Linked DNA regions of Anser cygnoides: region 1 is linked to region 2. A link is a contact called in public Hi-C data. All regions are on one chromosome and are shown on one strand. Each heading gives the region's core, a stretch centred on a gene start, on an enhancer-like site or on the middle of the called end of the contact. The rest is flanking DNA. Distances are from core to core; before and after follow the strand shown. Region 1 holds the start of USP34 (ubiquitin specific peptidase 34). Region 2 overlaps LOC106036658 (a long non-coding RNA gene).

Region 1 (2,700 bases), core at 24-2,523, 77 kb after region 2:
CTACGAAATACTATAGGAGCGCCTGCTTAGCGGAGAACGACCAGCCAAGGTATATAACGTGATGCATGTTCAAATTGCATGGATTCGGGAAGACGAGAACGAAAACGCGCGTGTGCACGATTTCATGGGTTTAAAAAAAAAAAAAAAAGCTTTTTTTGTACAGGAAACTGCTGCTCGAACAATTGTCTTCCAGAGGTCTGAAGCAGCAATTCAAAGTGCGCCTGGTAGACAGTTAAATTGTAGTTGTAATCGGCATAAATTGTGCAACTTTGTTTAGAAAAATAATAAAGAACTTAAGTTATAGGATTTTTTAAGACCTTTTCACGAAAATGGGGGTATTTTCAACTATTTACAGAAGTGGCACTTGACATTAGGCATCTATCACGCAGTCTACCAATGTAGCAAACCCCTTTCAGCAGGATCAAGAACTCCGCCACACAGGAGGTAAAAAAAAAATGCAGTTATTTGCACGTAACAATACCGTAGCACTTCAAGTATTTTATTTTCGGGATGCCGGGCTCGGAAGAGCCCCCAGGCGCCTCCCGGCAGTCACCTCAGCAGCCGCCGCTCGGGCTCCCCTCAGCAGGGCTGGGCGGGAAGGAGATGGCCGCCGCGCCTTCCTTCCTTCCCGCGCCCCGCTAGAGGAAGACGCCAGTAACACGTAAAAGACGAGAGACCTCCTGGCAATAGGAAGCCTTCTCGCGTCGCAGCGTGCCGACAAAGCGCTCGCTGGAGCCCGGCGCGACGCGGTAAGCGCTCCCTTCAGGCCGGAGGTCCCGAAGGGCCGCGGCCGCTCTCCTCCCGCCCGGGCCGAAGAAGCAGCCTCCAGCTTGGCTCAAGAGTTTAATTACGGCGAGGGAGCACAGAGCGAGCCCGGGTGGCTCAGCAGAGGCTGCCCGGAGCGGCGGGGCAGCGAGGCCTAGCTCCCCCCTCACGGGAGGCGGGCAGGGCTCGGCGCTTCCCGCCCTACCCGAGGCGCGCGAGGTCCCGCAACCGCCGCCGCCATTTTAGCCCGGCGGCCTCGGCTGCCGGCCCGGCCCCTTCCTCCTCCTCCTCCTCCTCGGCTCGGGGGGGGGAAGGCGGGGCGAGAGGGACGGGAGGAGGGACCTGGCCGCCTTCTCCCGCTGCCTGGTCGGAAACTGCCGAGCTGAGCCCGAGCGCCCCGTCCCCCCCTCGCCGCCGTCCCCTCCTCCTCCTTCCCCCTCAGCAAAATGGCGGCGCGTGGAGCCACTGGGAGCCAGTGAGTGACTCGGCTTCTCCTCCCCGCCGCCGCCGCCGCCACAGGCTCATTTGCATTGATCAGCCGCCCCATCCCCCCCTCCCCGATCCCAGACCAGCCCCGGCCTCTCCCCCCTCTCCCTGCCCGTCCCTGCCCTGCCCTGCCCTTCCCTTCCCGCCCCCTCCCTCCCCTCCCCCCGGCTGACCCCCGCCCCGGCCCCCATCAATCATCAATCAGCAGCACCGAGCGGATCAATCAATGGTCGGGAGGAGGCGGCGGCGGCGGCTGCTGCTGTTAATGAACAATGTGTGAGAGCTGCGCCGAGCTGCTGGAGGTGTTAAATGAGAGTAAGTGCGGCCGCCCTCCCCTGCTACCCTCCCCCCCGGCGCTCCCCGGCCCGGCCCGGGACCCCGCGGCCCCCGCAGGGGCTGGCTTACGGCCCCGCTTCGCCTCCTTCCTCCCGCCCTTCCTCCTCCTCCTCCTCGCCGCCAGGCTCGGGCCTCCCGGCCGCGGGGTGGCCGCCGAAGGGGAAACCTGCCCGCTCCGCGGCTGCCCCCCCCCCCCCCCGCCTTGCCCTCCTCCCCGAGGCCTGTCCCCGTGCCCCCGCATCCCCCCCGTTTGGCCGAGGAGCCCCCCCAGGTGTGTGCGTGTGGGGCCGGGCGGGGACGGAGCCCGCCGCCGGCAGCCGCAGCGGGGCCTAGCTGGCTCCGGCTCGTTGGGGAGCTGCCCGCGAGCCGCTCCGGGGGCTGCTCAGCAGCTGGAGGCCGGGCCTGGGCCGGCCGCCTTTTAAAGCCGGCTCCGAGGGCTCGTGCCTGCCCTCGGCAGCCCGCCGTGAGCCGCGAGGCCGAGGGGAAGGGACGCGGCGGTGGGCGCCGCTTCGCCACCGCCTGTGAGGGAGCCGGCGCCCTGAGGAGAGCGGCCGGGCTCGGCGGGGGAAGGAGATCCTGGGGGCTCCGCCTCGGGGGTGCTCTCCTGCTTCCCCCCGAAGTTTCCCCCTGCACAGGTGCTGGCTGAAGAGCGGGCAGGGCCTGGGGGTGGCACAGCAGGTAGCCCCCCGGCGATCCCCGTCTCGTTTGGGGCACGAAATCCCCTCGCCCCCCCCTGCAGTAGGCCTCGCGTGTCCCCTGGAACCTGCTCGCGGTGCTCCGCGGGCTGCGGGGCACCTTCCTCCCTTCCTGGGCCGTCTTGGGGAGCTGCTTCCTGAACAAAGACCCCAAAAATATATTTCTGGGAGATGCCGAGGGATTTAATCAACTTACCTCTTCAAGTTGGTGATTAGTGGCAACTTTAGGTATCTGAAATCTTAAACGTAAACATTTTCCTGGTTGCACACCACAGTCGGTTTAGAAGCAAATCAGCTTCCAATAAATTGAAACACAGAATGCTTCTTAGAATGGTACCCGGGTAGAGCTTTCCTTCTTTTTTTTTTTCTGTTTATTTAAAGAAAAACTCTCGTGAGGCCTAATTGCATGTGGTATTCA
Region 2 (2,700 bases), core at 59-2,558:
TCCCTCATGATGCTGATTAAGTCATTTGATATGTCTGACCCTTCATTCCTCATCTCCTCAAAATGGGAACAATAAGGACACCATGCCTTGTAAATTCAAACTACAGGCTTTTTGTTGCAAGGAGAATAATGGCACTTACTTTCATAGTATGTCTACCACGGGCACTTCACTCTAGGCAGCACCTGCCAGAATGAGAGCTCAGTCTTCAAGCACTATTGAAACATAAGCAACAACGTTCAGTTTATGAGAAGGAGAAATCTATCCTTTCCAAAAAGCCAGACCCAACACATGCTGCATGACCCCCCCAGCTCCAGCTATAATTGTAACATGAACATCACGAGGTTCTTCTTCCTATACTTCCTTTCCATTTTGGAGGTTCACACTAGTTAATGAAACCTGTTTGTATCTGTAGCACATTCATTCAAAATGCAATGGGGAATTATTACCTCATGCTGGCCAAACAATTCACTGGTCTGTTTACAGAAAAACTGTGATAAATAGCTGGACTGTTGTCATGACCCTTCACCCAGATCTTTTGATAGTAACGAGAATGTCATGTAAAAATAAATGCAAAAGCATAGAGAGAGTCCCTACTAAAAGCAGCTAGTGTAAGGGGAAAGATAAATAAATTCCATATTATGCTTAGCAAATTAAGTTATTTGATAGACAGCTCTTTCTTGTGGATGAATGAAAAAATCACTTTAGCATTTACCAGTGGTTACTGCTCCACATCCCTCTGAAACCCGAATAGCTACAAGCAGATATTATTGCATAACTGTGTGTGCGTGCTCTGATACAACACAGTAACAGACAACAGCTCCTGAACTCAATTCCGAGTGAAGCGCATTCCGATTTCTGCAGATCGCTTTTCTCTGAGTCACACTTGCTATCGTTTTTCTGCAGAGCTATCATGCTTAAGACCATGGTAATCTACATGGAACAAGTCCTGGTAAAACAGCATTGCAGAATCTGACACTGTAAGTAGCAGGTTTAGATTAGAGTGATTAAAACAAATTTCCCTTATCATAAGTGTGTCACAGATGACCCCAAACTCTCCTCCTCTCAATATGGAAACGGGCCTTTGCAACAGCGCTTTCCAGAGAAACAGCTAGGACTCACAGGCTTTTCTACACTGAATCTCTCCAGCAAGTATCACATTTCTGAATGAGTGGGGCATTTCTTGCAGGAGGAGCGATCCTCAACCCAGCTACGGGCTGTAAATTTCCACTGCACCTCATTGTGTGCCGCCAGGCTGGCCTGACCTTTCGGCAGCACGGCCCTGCCTTTGTGCAGTGTTTATGTGCATTCCAGCAGCCCTCCGTGCTCCCTGGGCAAGGTTAAAGCTGGGGGGACAAGGAGGAGGAGAGTCGATGAGACAAAAAGTAAGGGAAAGAATTTAAACAGCAGATGCAATCCGGAAGCGAGACGATATGCTACGCTGTCCCTGCTACAAATACACGAGACTGATTTTGTTTCCAGTGAAGTTTGCCTTGCAGTTATCATAAAGCAAGGAGAATCAGGCTCTCTGCCAGTTGTTTTGTCATGACCACAGAGCACACTGAACACGTCTCTTTTCAGTCAAATCTCTTACCTAATCAGCACATGTGGACCTGTGCTGATCTTGTGAATTATGGCCCTAAATGCAGAGCCCTCTACTGCAAGAAGTAAAAATGTCTTAAAAAAATAAAAATAAATAAATAAATAAATACAAAGAGAAGAAGAAGCTGTGTGGATTTAAGTACCCACCATGCACAAATGTTCGGTGACAAATTTGTAATGAAGGATGCACATACTTCTCTCTTCTGTCCGTCCTACCACCAAACTTGCTCTTACGTGGAAAACCCGGCTCCCACCACCTACCCTGTCAGCCCCCAGGGCCAGGAGCCAGCTGCACCCGTGCTACCAGCCCCACCGCAGAGGAGGAGCCGAAGGGGGGCAGAGCCACGGGAACCACATGGCTGCCTACACCATGCATACCCTGCCCCATGCTTGGCTCTCAAGTCCAGTGCAAGAGAAACAGATGGCTGCTCTGGACATTTCTGTCATCCTCTACTGCTTTCTCTCACCTTGTAACGTAATGAGCCTTTCTCAAAGTGCCTTACCCGGCGCTAGGCTTCTTTTAGCTTCCAGCTCAAGACTATGAATCACAGGAGCAGAGCGAAGCCTGACTCAAACTTTGCTGGGCTTTAGAAGCCAGCTGCCCACTCCCTGCTGTCCTGGGAAGGGAAGGGGGATGCCACATCAGGTACATGAAAGACTTAGCTGTATGAGCAGCAGCAGAAGCCATTCAAGGCTCAAGGAGGAGCTTGGGATCACCTTTCTGTACTGATACTCAAAGTGGGGCTGTACAGTCAACATGGAAGAAGACAAAAAATACTAAATGAAATTTCTCTTTGGTGGGACAGGAAGGCTTGCCTCTAGTAGTCACAGCTGATTCCATGCCTTTAGCATGTTTTTCCTCACTGATACTAATTTCTATGATTCTTAGATTATCACCAATACTCTCCTATCTTCTTCCAAAGGTTATTTAACTTGTCTTAACCTCATGACTGAATGATAGAAGGTATTAAGATTCATTGTACTCAGCTCTTCATAGCTTTCTGCTGGTCTTCATCATGCTAGTCTCCTTCATGCTGTCCCCCCAATATGAAATAAACTAAGCTGCATGCTGACAAATCTAGGTCAGGAATTGGTTGTTGC

What was found. Hi-C and Micro-C count contacts between places; a contact is called where the count stands out from the background.
Region 1: a Hi-C map of liver shows a contact between it and region 2, with 4 times the contacts expected there. The contact joins the promoter of USP34 here to the enhancer-like site in region 2. A contact is called at or near these places in 4 of 7 Hi-C or Micro-C datasets (granulosa cells and liver).

What each region holds. Positions count from the first base shown.
Region 1 is chr3:6,898,234-6,900,933 of Taihu_goose_T2T_genome, forward strand. USP34 (ubiquitin specific peptidase 34) reads left to right here and starts at 1,274. Exons shown (of 80, transcript XM_066995343.1): 1 at 1,274-1,566. The coding sequence starts at 1,524.
Region 2 is chr3:6,821,458-6,824,157 of Taihu_goose_T2T_genome, forward strand. LOC106036658 (a long non-coding RNA gene) reads left to right here. Exons shown (of 3, transcript XR_001207510.3): 2 at 904-977. Among named protein-coding and RNA genes, the nearest start is that of XPO1, 30 kb to the right of the region's middle. Within about 2 kb of position 1,309, at least 3 of the 3 cell types and tissues checked have open chromatin away from gene starts, as enhancers often do. A contact at or near this core is called in liver, where this site is marked.